Regions from separate parts of the Mus musculus genome. Here region 2 is linked to region 1. The links are chromatin contacts, called in public Hi-C maps. All regions are on one chromosome and are shown on one strand. Each heading gives the region's core, a stretch centred on a gene start, on an enhancer-like site or on the middle of the called end of the contact. The rest is flanking DNA. Distances are from core to core; before and after follow the strand shown. Region 1 holds the start of Slco1a1 (solute carrier organic anion transporter family, member 1a1). Region 2 overlaps Gm6614 (predicted gene 6614).

What was found. A called contact is a pair of places that touch in the nucleus more often than the background predicts.
Region 2: a Hi-C map of liver shows a contact between it and region 1, with 2.3 times the contacts expected there. The contact joins the enhancer-like site here to the promoter of Slco1a1 in region 1. A contact is called at or near these places in 10 of 39 promoter capture datasets (the 3T3-L1 cell line, 3T3-L1-derived adipocytes, the HPC-7 cell line and 7 more), 3 of 484 Hi-C or Micro-C datasets (all in liver) and 4 of 9 other capture datasets (adipose tissue, embryonic stem cells, liver and 1 more).

The regions. Positions count from the first base shown.
Region 1 is chr6:141,944,349-141,950,139 of GRCm38.p6, forward strand. Slco1a1 (solute carrier organic anion transporter family, member 1a1) reads right to left here and starts at 2,614. Exons shown (of 14, transcript NM_013797.5): 1 at 2,231-2,614. The coding sequence starts at 2,290.
Region 2 is chr6:141,989,390-141,995,180 of GRCm38.p6, forward strand. It overlaps Gm6614 (predicted gene 6614), which reads right to left. Exons shown (of 14, transcript NM_001081318.1): 3 at 5,363-5,469; 4 at 4,798-4,944; 5 at 4,249-4,347; 6 at 2,953-3,174; 7 at 954-1,118. Among named protein-coding and RNA genes, the nearest start is that of Gm6614, 16 kb to the right of the region's middle. Within about 2 kb of position 3,377, at least 3 of the 459 cell types and tissues checked have an H3K27ac peak or open chromatin away from gene starts, as enhancers often do. A contact at or near this core is called in liver, where this site is marked.

The sequences.
Region 1 (5,791 bases), core at 1,364-3,863:
GAAGCTTCAGTCTGGCATAGTAGACATTTTGACCACCCCAACTTTCTAGATCGTTCTAAAGTTAGAGAAGGAAAGGAGTCTAATTTATTTTTAAACAAGTTACCTCTAAAATTTGCCTTATATACTAGTGGTTTGAACATTTTCCCATAACATTTGTACAAATATCTACAGTTATTATACTCTAAAGTAACTGTGGTGGTTTGAATAGAATCGGACCCCATAAGATCATAGATTTGAATGCTTGGCCACCAGGAACTGGCATTATTAGAGTAGATGTGGCCTTTTGGATAAAGTGTGTCAGTAGGGATGGAGTTTGAGGTTTCAGAAGCTCCTGTCAATCTTGATGTAGAATTCTTAGCTCATTTTCTAGCACCACATCTGCCTACATGCCACCATTATTCTGGCCATGATGTACTAAAACGGAACCTGTAAGGCCCAATTAAATTTTTTTAATAAGAGTTGCAGCTATCATTGTGACACTTCACAGCCATAGAAACCTTAACTAAAACAGTTAACAAATATAAACATTGATCATTACTGTTTATAATGATACCTGATGACTTCTATCTACAAATACAGTCTACTAATCACAATACTTATCATTATCTTAAGATTTGAAGCTAGAGATGTGGCTCAGTGGTTTAACGCACTGGCTGTTCTTGTTGAAAACTGAGTTATGTTTGGAGCACCCACATGGTGATTCAAAACCACCTGCAACTCTAGTTTCAGGTAATCCAGCAACTTCTGTCCTTCAAAGATACAAGATACGAAAATGGTATACCAATATACATGAGAGCAAAGCATCCATATGCATAAAATAAAAGATAAATGTAAAGAAATTAACGCATCTTAAAGGTGGTTTAAACCTTTCTAAGATACTTTAGACATCTTAAAGGAGGTACAGATCAGGAAAAGAGAAGTTGCCTAGTATGTGTGAGTGCCTGCATTTAATCCTTCATATCAGTAGTGTAGGTTAACCCTGAAAGATGAGCACACACATATACAGTGACAGAGAAAGACACATATATAGCAAGGACACACAAAGATTCTTTAAAAATATTAAAATGTAGGACTACCACTCCCCTTTTCAAATGAACAACACTGATGTATAAACAGGTTGCATAAATTGTCCAAAATGACCCATCTAGTAAACATCTGGCAAGGATTAGGAGCCAAGAGACCTGGGCTCCTCAGAAGCTTGTAAGAACTTAAGGGTGGTTGGCTTCCAATAAGTGATATACATTCTTGCAAGTGAAAACACATTCCAGGGGCTGTCTGATGCCTCTTTTACAATAATATGCAGATTCAACTATGTGTGAATAAAGACAAAATTAACTTTTAATAGGATGATTTAAGAGACAACATCTTAGAGAGGAACATTTTGTGGAACTCTATAGAAACTAAGCCAATGCTCAAATTTCATGGGTTAATATATGCTCACATTCTATGATGCAAAGATGCCTCTGGAACTATGAGAACAATAATTGTTTCTAAAATATCAAACCCCACCAAAGCATCTAACAGAATGGACTATTTTCTTACAAACAATGATTATTATGTTGCCAAAGCTTGAAGGAAACATTTTTCTAGCCAGGTCATGAAGTCGTCTTTACATATTAATGAACAAAGCGCTTATGTTATGGAGCCGGTTTCTAGCTATGACCCTTCACCTTCTGTCAGGATTCTGAAGCTGAGCACTGGATTAACCCCTGACTTCAGACTAAATTCTATCACAACATAATACATACCTAAAACATTCAAAACCCCATTCTTCTGTAAGAAACTCTAGAGTAGTGTTTCTCAGCTTTCCTGATGCCATGACCATGTAATATCGTTCTTCCTCTTGTATTGACTCAAACCATAAATTTATTTTCATTACTACTTTGTAACTTTCATTTTGCTACTGTTATGAACTGTAATTTAAATATCTGATATGCAGAATAATGGATATGTGACCCCTGTGAAAGGGCCATCTGACCCATATGTTGAGAACTCATCAGTTGAGAACCACTGCCCTAAATTATTCTGTTTCCTGAATGAATAATACTGGTCTGACATCCCTCATTATAAAACCAACAGTTTCTAAGGCAAATAACTGACAACACATTGGGTAAAAAAGCATTTGTGCTGGAAATTTTTGTGTGAGCTGAGCAATGTTACAAGCACTTTCAATGCTTATTTGAGAAGACTCTCATGAGTATGTGCATGCACACATAGAAACAATCCTTACCTTCATCTTGGAGAAGAATCTGCCTTCTTGTGTTGCAACCTTTTTCTCTGTTTCTTCCATGGTGTTCTTCAAATGTTTCCAGTTTCTTTGCTTTAAAAGTCCTACTGCTGTCTTTCTCAGAGAAAGCTGTTAAATAAATTATTTTCTGAACTGTAACGAGTCATCCCCCCAAAAAATCTCTCTTAAGGATAGAGTGCCTTAGTCAGAGTTTCTATTGTTGTGACAAAATACCAGGACCAAAGAGAAATGAAATGGAAAGGGTTTATTTTAGCTCACAGTTGTTTATTAACTTCATTGCTGAGGAAAGTCAGGACAGGAGCCCAAAGCAGCAACCTGGATGCTGGAGTCAATGCAAAAACCAAGGAGGAATGCTGCTTCCAGCTCTGCTCCTCAAGACTTGCTTGACCTTCTTATACAACCCAGGACTACCTACCAAACAAGACCCACCTACCATGTGCTAGACCTTCACATGTCAATTATAAATAAAGAAAATGCACTACATGCTAGATCATAGGTCAATCTCATTTGGACATTTTTCTCAACAGAAGGCCACTCTTCCCAAATTACTCTAGTGAATGTCAAATTCATATAAAACTGTCCAGCACAGATAGGGAGGTGGTGGTTCAGTGGTAAAGTGTTTGATTTTTTTTAAGCTTGAGGCCCTGACTTTTAATTATTACCAGGCAAGTAAAAGAGCTAGGCTTCTCTTCACATGCCTGTAAGCCCATCACTGGGAAGACCCAAAGAACAGGATCACTGCAGTGCGCCAATCTGGCATTCTAATCACGTTAACCACCAAGAAACTGAATGAAGAGACCCCATCATAGAACATCAAAAAGAACATCCTACAGGAAGACATTCAGCATTGACTCCTGGCTTCTGTAATATGCACATGTATACATGTACACCTGCACACATACTTATGGACAGACAAATCCATACACACACACACACACACACACACACACACACACACACACACACACACACACACACACAAATAGGAGTAATTTAACCAGTTACTGAAATGTTATAAAAATATCTAGGCAGTTTTTGTTTTGAGGTTTTTTTTTCTGTTTTTTTTTCTTTTTGTTTTTTATTTACTCTGACTAACCTTATAAATAACTGCATCAGGTAAGATTGGATTTGTTTGATTTCTATTGAAAAAGCAAACACAAAAATCTATGCTGATTCTTTGGCAATGTTAAAGATATTCTTAGAATTTATTAAACTCTGGCCTTAAGCTAATGACAACGTGGTTGAAACCAAGCTTCTCAATTCTTTTGCCAAAGCAAATGAGACCCAGGTGATGCCCTTTGAATTTACTTGAGGGCTCCTGCCTTTCCGAATGGGACAGTATTTGTTATGATTATACTGAACCTCTGCCTCACTGAAGCCAAAGCTTCCTTTGTGGGTTCTTTTCATTACAAGACTTCTCTGGAGTCTCAAGAAGAGAAACACTTTCTGGGGCACTGTTGATTCACAGAAACCTGGGGAGACAGTGAATCATTTTAAACATGAAAACAAAGTAAAAACAATAAATAAGTCTATGATCTGGGAAAGAATCTAGCACTGCAGGTTTGAAACTGTAGAAGTTAGGAAATGACCAGATACCTAAATAGAGAGGTCTACATGGTTATTTATGACATCCATATTGTGTATGGATAAACATGTCTCTCTGTGTATAGGTGATATGTTATTATAAGTATTTATATGCGATGGAGAAAGGGGGCAAGGTCTATTCAACCTCACTAAACTTTGTACTTTTCATCTTGAAAGTAGGATTTATTCGTATTTACTCTAGACGATTTATTTCAACATACCTGGATGACATCTCAGGTAGATCCACAGCATTAATTTATGAAAATCCTCTAACACATCCACTTAACAAGTGACCTGGAATGGCTCTAAGTTTATAGAACATTTTAAACATTTATCAGAGTTCCAAATCCCATGGGTCCCTCCATGTGTACTTTTTGGTTGGTGGTTTAGTCCCTGGGAGCTCTGGGAATACTGGCTGGTTCATATTGTTGTTCCTTTGTGACTGAGTCACCTCATTCAGGATGATATTCTCAAGTTCTATCCATTTGCCTGCGAATTTCATGAAGCCATTGTTTTTAATGGCTGAGTAGTGCCCCATTGTGTAAATGTATCACATTTCCTGTATCCATTCCTCTGTTGAGAGACATCTGGATTCTTTCTAGCTTCTGGCTATTATAAATAAGGCTGCTATGAACATATAGGAACATGTGTTTTTATTACATGTTGGAGCTTCTTCTGGGTGTATGCCATACTCACCTTCAGCCGTGTGCACAATCTTACCATTTCAAACTGATTCAAGTTGCTGATTTGATATCTAAACTTGCTCTCTCCTCCATTCTGTTTCTTCCCCTGTATAGGGTAGATCTTACATATGGATGTGTAATATCCAAGAGATTTCTGTCTCTCACCAACTACCTGTCATAATAAGTTCTAAAAATTCCTCTATATCAGGCTCTGTCAAAGGTCAACCAAGTCCCCTGCAATTCCCTATTTTTGTTATGAGCAAAAATAAACCTAAAAAAACGAAAACCAAAAACCAACCAACCAAACAAACAAACAAATAAAAACCTCTAAAAAGTGGCCACAAGTCCTTCTGGTCAGCACCAGCTCTGGGCTACCTTGGGCGCAAACTCAGTGGACGGTCCCATGGTGCCCAGAAGACTCTCTACCCCTCAGGCACCCTAGCATGCCCAGGATCCCAGGATCACTAGTGAGTGGAACACAAAATCTGGTCCAACACAACTAGAAGTGCCTGGGGCCAGCACGTTCAGGGACACAGGAGCCCCGCCTGAACAGCTGCTTGGTTCCTTCAGGTCGGCTCTGGTCTACCCTGGTTTTGAACTCAGAGGACAGCATCACGGTCCCCAGAGGAGGTACCACTTATGGGCTCTCTAACATGTCTAGGATCTTAGGATCCCAGGATCCCAGGAGCTTGAGCACACAAGGATCTTGGGGTCTCAGAGGAAGCTTGACAGCCAAGAACTCTGACACACCCAGAATCTCAGGATCACAGGATGCTGAAATCACAGGATCACAGAGAAAGCTGGACTCTGAGGAATTCTGTCTCAACCAGGATTACAGGAAGGACAGACTCCAATCAGATATATTGAGGGCAGGGGGCACTTGAGATAATCAGATGTTGGGAGGCAATCATAAAAACAGAAGCCACAGAAAGCAAGGATATGTGGCATCATCAGAACCCAACTCTCCCACCATAGCAAATCCTGAATACACCATTACACCAGAAGAGCAAGATGTGGATCCAAAGTCACTTCTCATGATGATGATGGAGGACTATAAAAAGGGCATAAATAACTCCCTTAAAGAAATCACAAAGGGAGACAACTATGGAGATAGAAAATCTAGGAAAGAGATCAGGAGTCATAGATGCAAGCATCAACAACAGAATAGAAGAGATAGAAGAGGGAATCTCAGCTTCAGAAGATACCATAGAAAACATTGACAATCAAAGAAAATATGAAATGCAAAAAGATCCTAAACCAAAAACATCCAGGAAAT
Region 2 (5,791 bases), core at 2,127-4,626, 46 kb after region 1:
TACAGCAATTCTAATTCCCACTCACTCAAATGTCACATACAAAGGTGTTCTCAAATACCCCATAACATCAATTTTTAAAGATAGTTGGCATTTATTTAATCATTTGCAGCAGATTATAAACATCTTATGAGCCTCACATATGATATTAAATATTTCACCTATTTCTTTCCACTGTTTTTTTAGGAATTTGATTTAGTTTTGGGTGGCTTTGAAAGTTGTAACTGAGTCTGTGCTTTTCAAGTGTAGACTATTTTGTGCACAGTTGATACTGCCCAGCACTCTTCTCCCCAACTCTCCTTGAACAGCCAAAATTTAAGGGGAAAAAAGTGGGGGGGGGGAGAGAAAATTCCACCTAGGTTGCATTCACACAACAACCAGCACAAGGCTTAGAAGAATGAACCATCCTTTTCAGCTCCCTACAATTTAATGTTATATATCTGAGGGTGAGGGATGGGTTTGGATTTTCAGAAACTCTAGACAACATGGATACAGGCAGCCTGTGATCTTCAGTTTTCAAGAGTAAAGAAGGATCCTTGGCTTCAGTGTACTAACAAGAAAGGCAGACTATGTCTCCACACACTTCTCAGACCACGAGGGGACCAAAGGACTGAATGAGGAGGAGTGTGGAGAGCAAGAATTGAAGCCCAGATGTAAAATGTAGAAGTAAAATTCAGACTCTCGGTGATTCCTCCAAAATTACAATAACTATAATGATTTCCCATTTTGATTGAAGAGAGATCAGAAAGGGCTTTTTGGCCACTTCCTTCCCCTATTCTTTCTTGATTTCCCTGGAGTCTGGAAAGAAGAAATTTATAAGAGTATCCTAAGAGATTGCATTTCATTGTAATCTCACAGTCACATTATTTTACTGTTTATCATGCCCTTCGGTATAGTGTTTACCATGCTATCATGGAACGAGGAAGTGCTATGAAGGAAATAATGGAAGTACATACCTATGAAAAAGACTACCTCTGCAGTGGATTTTCCAAATTGCTGTTCCAGGTACTTAGACAGGAAGTTAAAAGTACTGGTAAAGGTACTGATCTGGAGCACACTTATAAGGATGAATAGCACGTAAATTGGGTCGCAGGAGAGACTCTTCATAAATGGAAAGAAATCTGAAACAAGAGAGTTTAGAAATCATCGAGCTAACTTGGCAATTTGTGTCCAGTATTCTCCTAAAAATTTCCTTTTCTCTCCTTTCCTTTTACTAATATCCAGCATCTGCTAGAGAGTGTCTAGTTTGTTCTTTGATAATTACAAAGGAGTCGGTTTGATGAAGTTTGATTTCGGAAACTGATGCTATTATCACTCTTTTAGGCAAAAATGGATAAGCTAAAGTTTAGGAATGCTCCAGGAATGATGCTGTAGCCCAGATGACCTCAGCATCTCAGCAGCAGGCCATGCATTAGAAGCACCTAGTGATAACCATAAACATCTCAACCTGAAGGTCTCACTGGAAGGAATGTTACTGACTCAGTTGGTGAAGACCAAAAACCTTCTAAGCAACTTAACCAAAGCTTTTCCGTGTTTAAAAAGCCGAGTCCAGTTTGTAGCCTGTTTCTGCTAAATGAATTGGATGTTACTCAAGATAATTTGGCTGAAATTCACTCTTATCAGTCTCTTCCCTTTTGATGTCTTCATGTCTCTGTCTTGATTTTCTCATTTTACACTATCCTTCATAAATTGCCTAGAATTTCATTGGGAGAAAACTATCAAGCAGAGGCAGAGAAGTTTAATGAGAAGAAATGGACTCTAATGGCAAAATTAATCTTTATGAGTGAGATGGTTGCAGACAGTATTCCCGGGAGCTTTAGAACTCACCCATGTTTGTTGACATCCCTGTCCTCTTAAACGAGTCTCCATGGTTCACAGTTATTTTCTACATGTCTTATTCTCTGATAAGTTCTTTCCTAGTTTTGAAGTTTAGGTTGATCTGATAGATTAAGGTCACGTAATAGAGTCAGTATTTCCCCTTTCAGGAGAATTGTTCACATGATCATAATTCTAAGAAGCCTCTGCACTGTCTTCCAGTGTGGCTTGGCTGCTCAGTCATGGTCTCTATTGTTTAATGCAGATATGTGACTATTCAGTGTGCATTAGTGTTAGAGGATATGAGTGATGGAGGAAACAGCAGTATCAGTAACATGCTCTCACAATATTCTGTAACAGAACATCACAGGCACCCAATATTATAGCACGTTCTTACCCTCATTTGATAGGTAAAGCATGGGACCCTCACATCTTCCTAATATATACTTTCAGAGTTCCAAAACCCAAGCCACACACCCTACGGTCTCTCTGTCTCTGATCTTTTGAGAACACTACACAGTTCTCAACACATACAAATGTGAAAGCAGTGTCAAGTTTTAAGAATGTGCAGTGCTGAACATTCCACTGTCCGAACTTAGTTTCTCACAGAAGCATCTCTACTCGACATCATTATTCCATAACATGCCTGCTTGATGTAAAACAGTCTGTTCTAAGGGAATAATTCTCCTGTAACCTATCACAAACCTTCAAATATAGAGGATTACATCACTGGTCATGTTTTCTCTTTAAGCCTTGACTTCAAGGCTCACAACTACACTAACATTTTCCTTATCAAACAGATTCTCCTCTACCACTGTCTATAGCTTAGATATCTGGTTATTCATGTTTTTTCCTTAACATGGACTAATAATTTCTGTAAAATAGGATTGTCAAAACAGATAAGAAAAAATATTTGATTAGTGGGTGTTCAGACTGACTTGAAATTTTCATAAAGAATAATCCAGGGCAAGTCAGGTTCCCTAATATGACAGTTATTTCCAAGTGGTGACTGTGGAAGACATTTAACACAATTAAATACTGATGATTACTGACAAGCTGTCTTATTTCAGCACAAGCGTCAAGTGCCCACTGACCACAGACCCATCTAAACCAAGCAGAGTTTAAAGTTTCCACGTTTGCCTTTAGTGATTCCTCGGTTTTCCTCCTTGGCCTTTTCTCTGTGCTTCTCCTCTTTGTCATTTTCAGTTCCATCCCCATTATCCTGTAATCCTTCCTCTGGGAGTGTTTTTGGAAAGAAGAAAAAGGGGATGCTGGTCAGGACATTCACTCCTGCACAGACCAAAAAGCCAATCCACCAAGCACCGACCCAGCGTGTATCAGTGGGAGTTATGGTCAGGTCATCTGTAAAGAAATACAGATATCGCATTAGCTTACATCATTCTTTCCTGTGTGAACTGTAGAAAATTATTGATATTCATAATCATTCATAAACTATTCACAATTTGTTCTTGTTCCTTTTTTTGTTTATTTGTTTTTTTGGACTTGTGCACTCTGCTCACTGTTCTGGAAACCATAAAGCATTCAAATCAATAATTGATTTCTACCCTGATTTTGAAACCACCCTGCTTGGCTAATTCAGACATTTAGAAAAAGTGTCTGAGGTTGATCAATAGGGTAAAGTTAAAATTAAATAAGAAAGTGCTACATTGGCTATTATTGAAACATACATTTCCAAAAGAAAGAAACAGTATTTATTTGAGACCTATTTAAGGAATAGCTTTACTCTGATGTAGTCATGTCTCAAAACATCAGAGCAGGTGAGGAAAGGACTGCAGAGACAGTTCAGTGGCTAAATGTTATTGTTGCTCTTGCAGAAATTATGAGTTTTATTCTCAGAACCCACATGGAAACTCACCACTGCCTATTACTCTGATGTTAGTAGGTCTGAGATCCTCTTCTGACCTCAGCAAACACCCCCTCATACAGTGAACCACCCAGTCACATCCGCACATACACATATACATAAATAAAGATAATGAAATGAAATACATGGTATCCACTTTTTAAATATATTTTGTGTATTTATTTTTGAAGATACTAATTTTATATAATGCTGTGTGATGACATATTTGAAAGCACTACATCTCTATTTCTGCCTGTCATGTGCAACCTTTATAGTTGGGTGTTCATCATATAGCTAAAAGGACTCTTATGTTATGAGCAGTGAGTCCTCATTGAGTAAAACTTATGTGAGTAAATCTTTTGAAATGAAAGATGTGGCTGAAATATAATGAAATAATGGAAACTCTCTAATCAGAAGGAGGCAATTCACCCTTATCTCTCCTCCTCTTATGTCTGCCATCTGTAAGTGGTGATAATTTACCTAACTGAGGATCAAAGGAGGCAGTGCTAAAACATTCCTGAGCATTCTCCCATATCCAGGACTGGTTGTATAAATAAAACACACTGTGTTACCTGTATTCACAGACCCTGTGTCTACATAAATGCTTGCACAGAAGGATCCCAACAAAAGTCCAATTACTGGGCCAAACATCTTTCCTGTTTCTAAAATCCCTGAAAGTGAACAAAGACAGGACATTACATAATCACACAAAGAATGTTGTTTGCACACACACACACACACACACACACACACACACACACACAGGCCTTGACATTGAACTGTTTTAAGTCTTAGATGACTTTTCCTTCACTTGCAGAGCTGTGTATCAAATCCAAGAGGCTAGGACAGTACTCTACCATTTAGCTACATACCCTCCTACCTCAAATATTTTTATATATTCGACATGTAAAAATGAACCTTGGTATCTATGAAGCATGTAGATATACATATACTTATGTATGTTATACAAACATACATTGGTTTCTTTAAACATTGAAAATGAAGCTTCCATTGTTTGAACAATTTTATAACCAACTGTGCCATAGCACTCTGCTCACTGTTCTGGAAACCATAAGGCATTCAAATCAATAATTGATTTCTACCCTGATTTTGAAACTTACCAATGTATAAAGGAGAGTTTTCAGATTTGGCAAAGTCTTCTATGTAGGAAACACCCAAGGGCAAAAGGGGAGTTTCACCAATTCCACGTATAATATTTCCTACCAGTACATATATCCACATTGATGATTTTATTTCTTTCACACACTCTGCATTAAAACAGCAGAAAGGTTCATGAGTATTTGACAACCAAATGTTATTGACATTTAGTTCAAGTTTATCTGTAGATAACTTTTTAGGTTACTGTTTCATTACAGCAACAGAAAACCACCTAAGACCAACCACATAGATCACAGCCTGGATCTAAATTCATCCTTTTAAGTCTTTTTCCTATGTGGGACTAACTCTACATGTTGGTTAAGAAACAAAGGACTCTAATAGGTATATTTAGACTCAGGAGGAAAAGTATTTTAGTTTATTAGATATCTCAGTTCCCTAATAAGGGAAATAAATTGTGTTCATTTGTCTTACATGTCTAATAAACACAGTGCCATATGAAAGTCCTTTGTAAAAGAGCATTCTGTGGTTAAGTCTCTGAGCAGAAGGCAATGAGAAGCATGAGTCAACCTGCTGGGTCTTGCGTTGGCTTTAAGGTCTGGGATCTGTTTTCCACACACAAAAAGCTGTTTGATGGTAAGTTGCTTGCAGGTGAAATCATTGTTTCATATTCATATCTGTGTGAACACAGGACACATTTTTTTTGTGAACAGGAGTTTTCTGGGAAGAACTAGTAAAGAAATTTCTACAGCAGTCAGTCTAATCATCATGAATCCTATGACAGGGCCAGTGAGATGATGCACAGGTTAAATACTTGCTGCACAATCCTGATGTTCTTATTTCAATTCCCATGAAAGTAAAAGGAGATGAATGGCTGCATAAAGTTGTACTCTGATATATCCATGTACACACACACACACACGAGAGAGAGAGAGAGAGAGAGAGAGAGAGAGAGAGAGAGAGAGAGAAAGGGAGATGCTCCTTTGCCACGAAACTCAA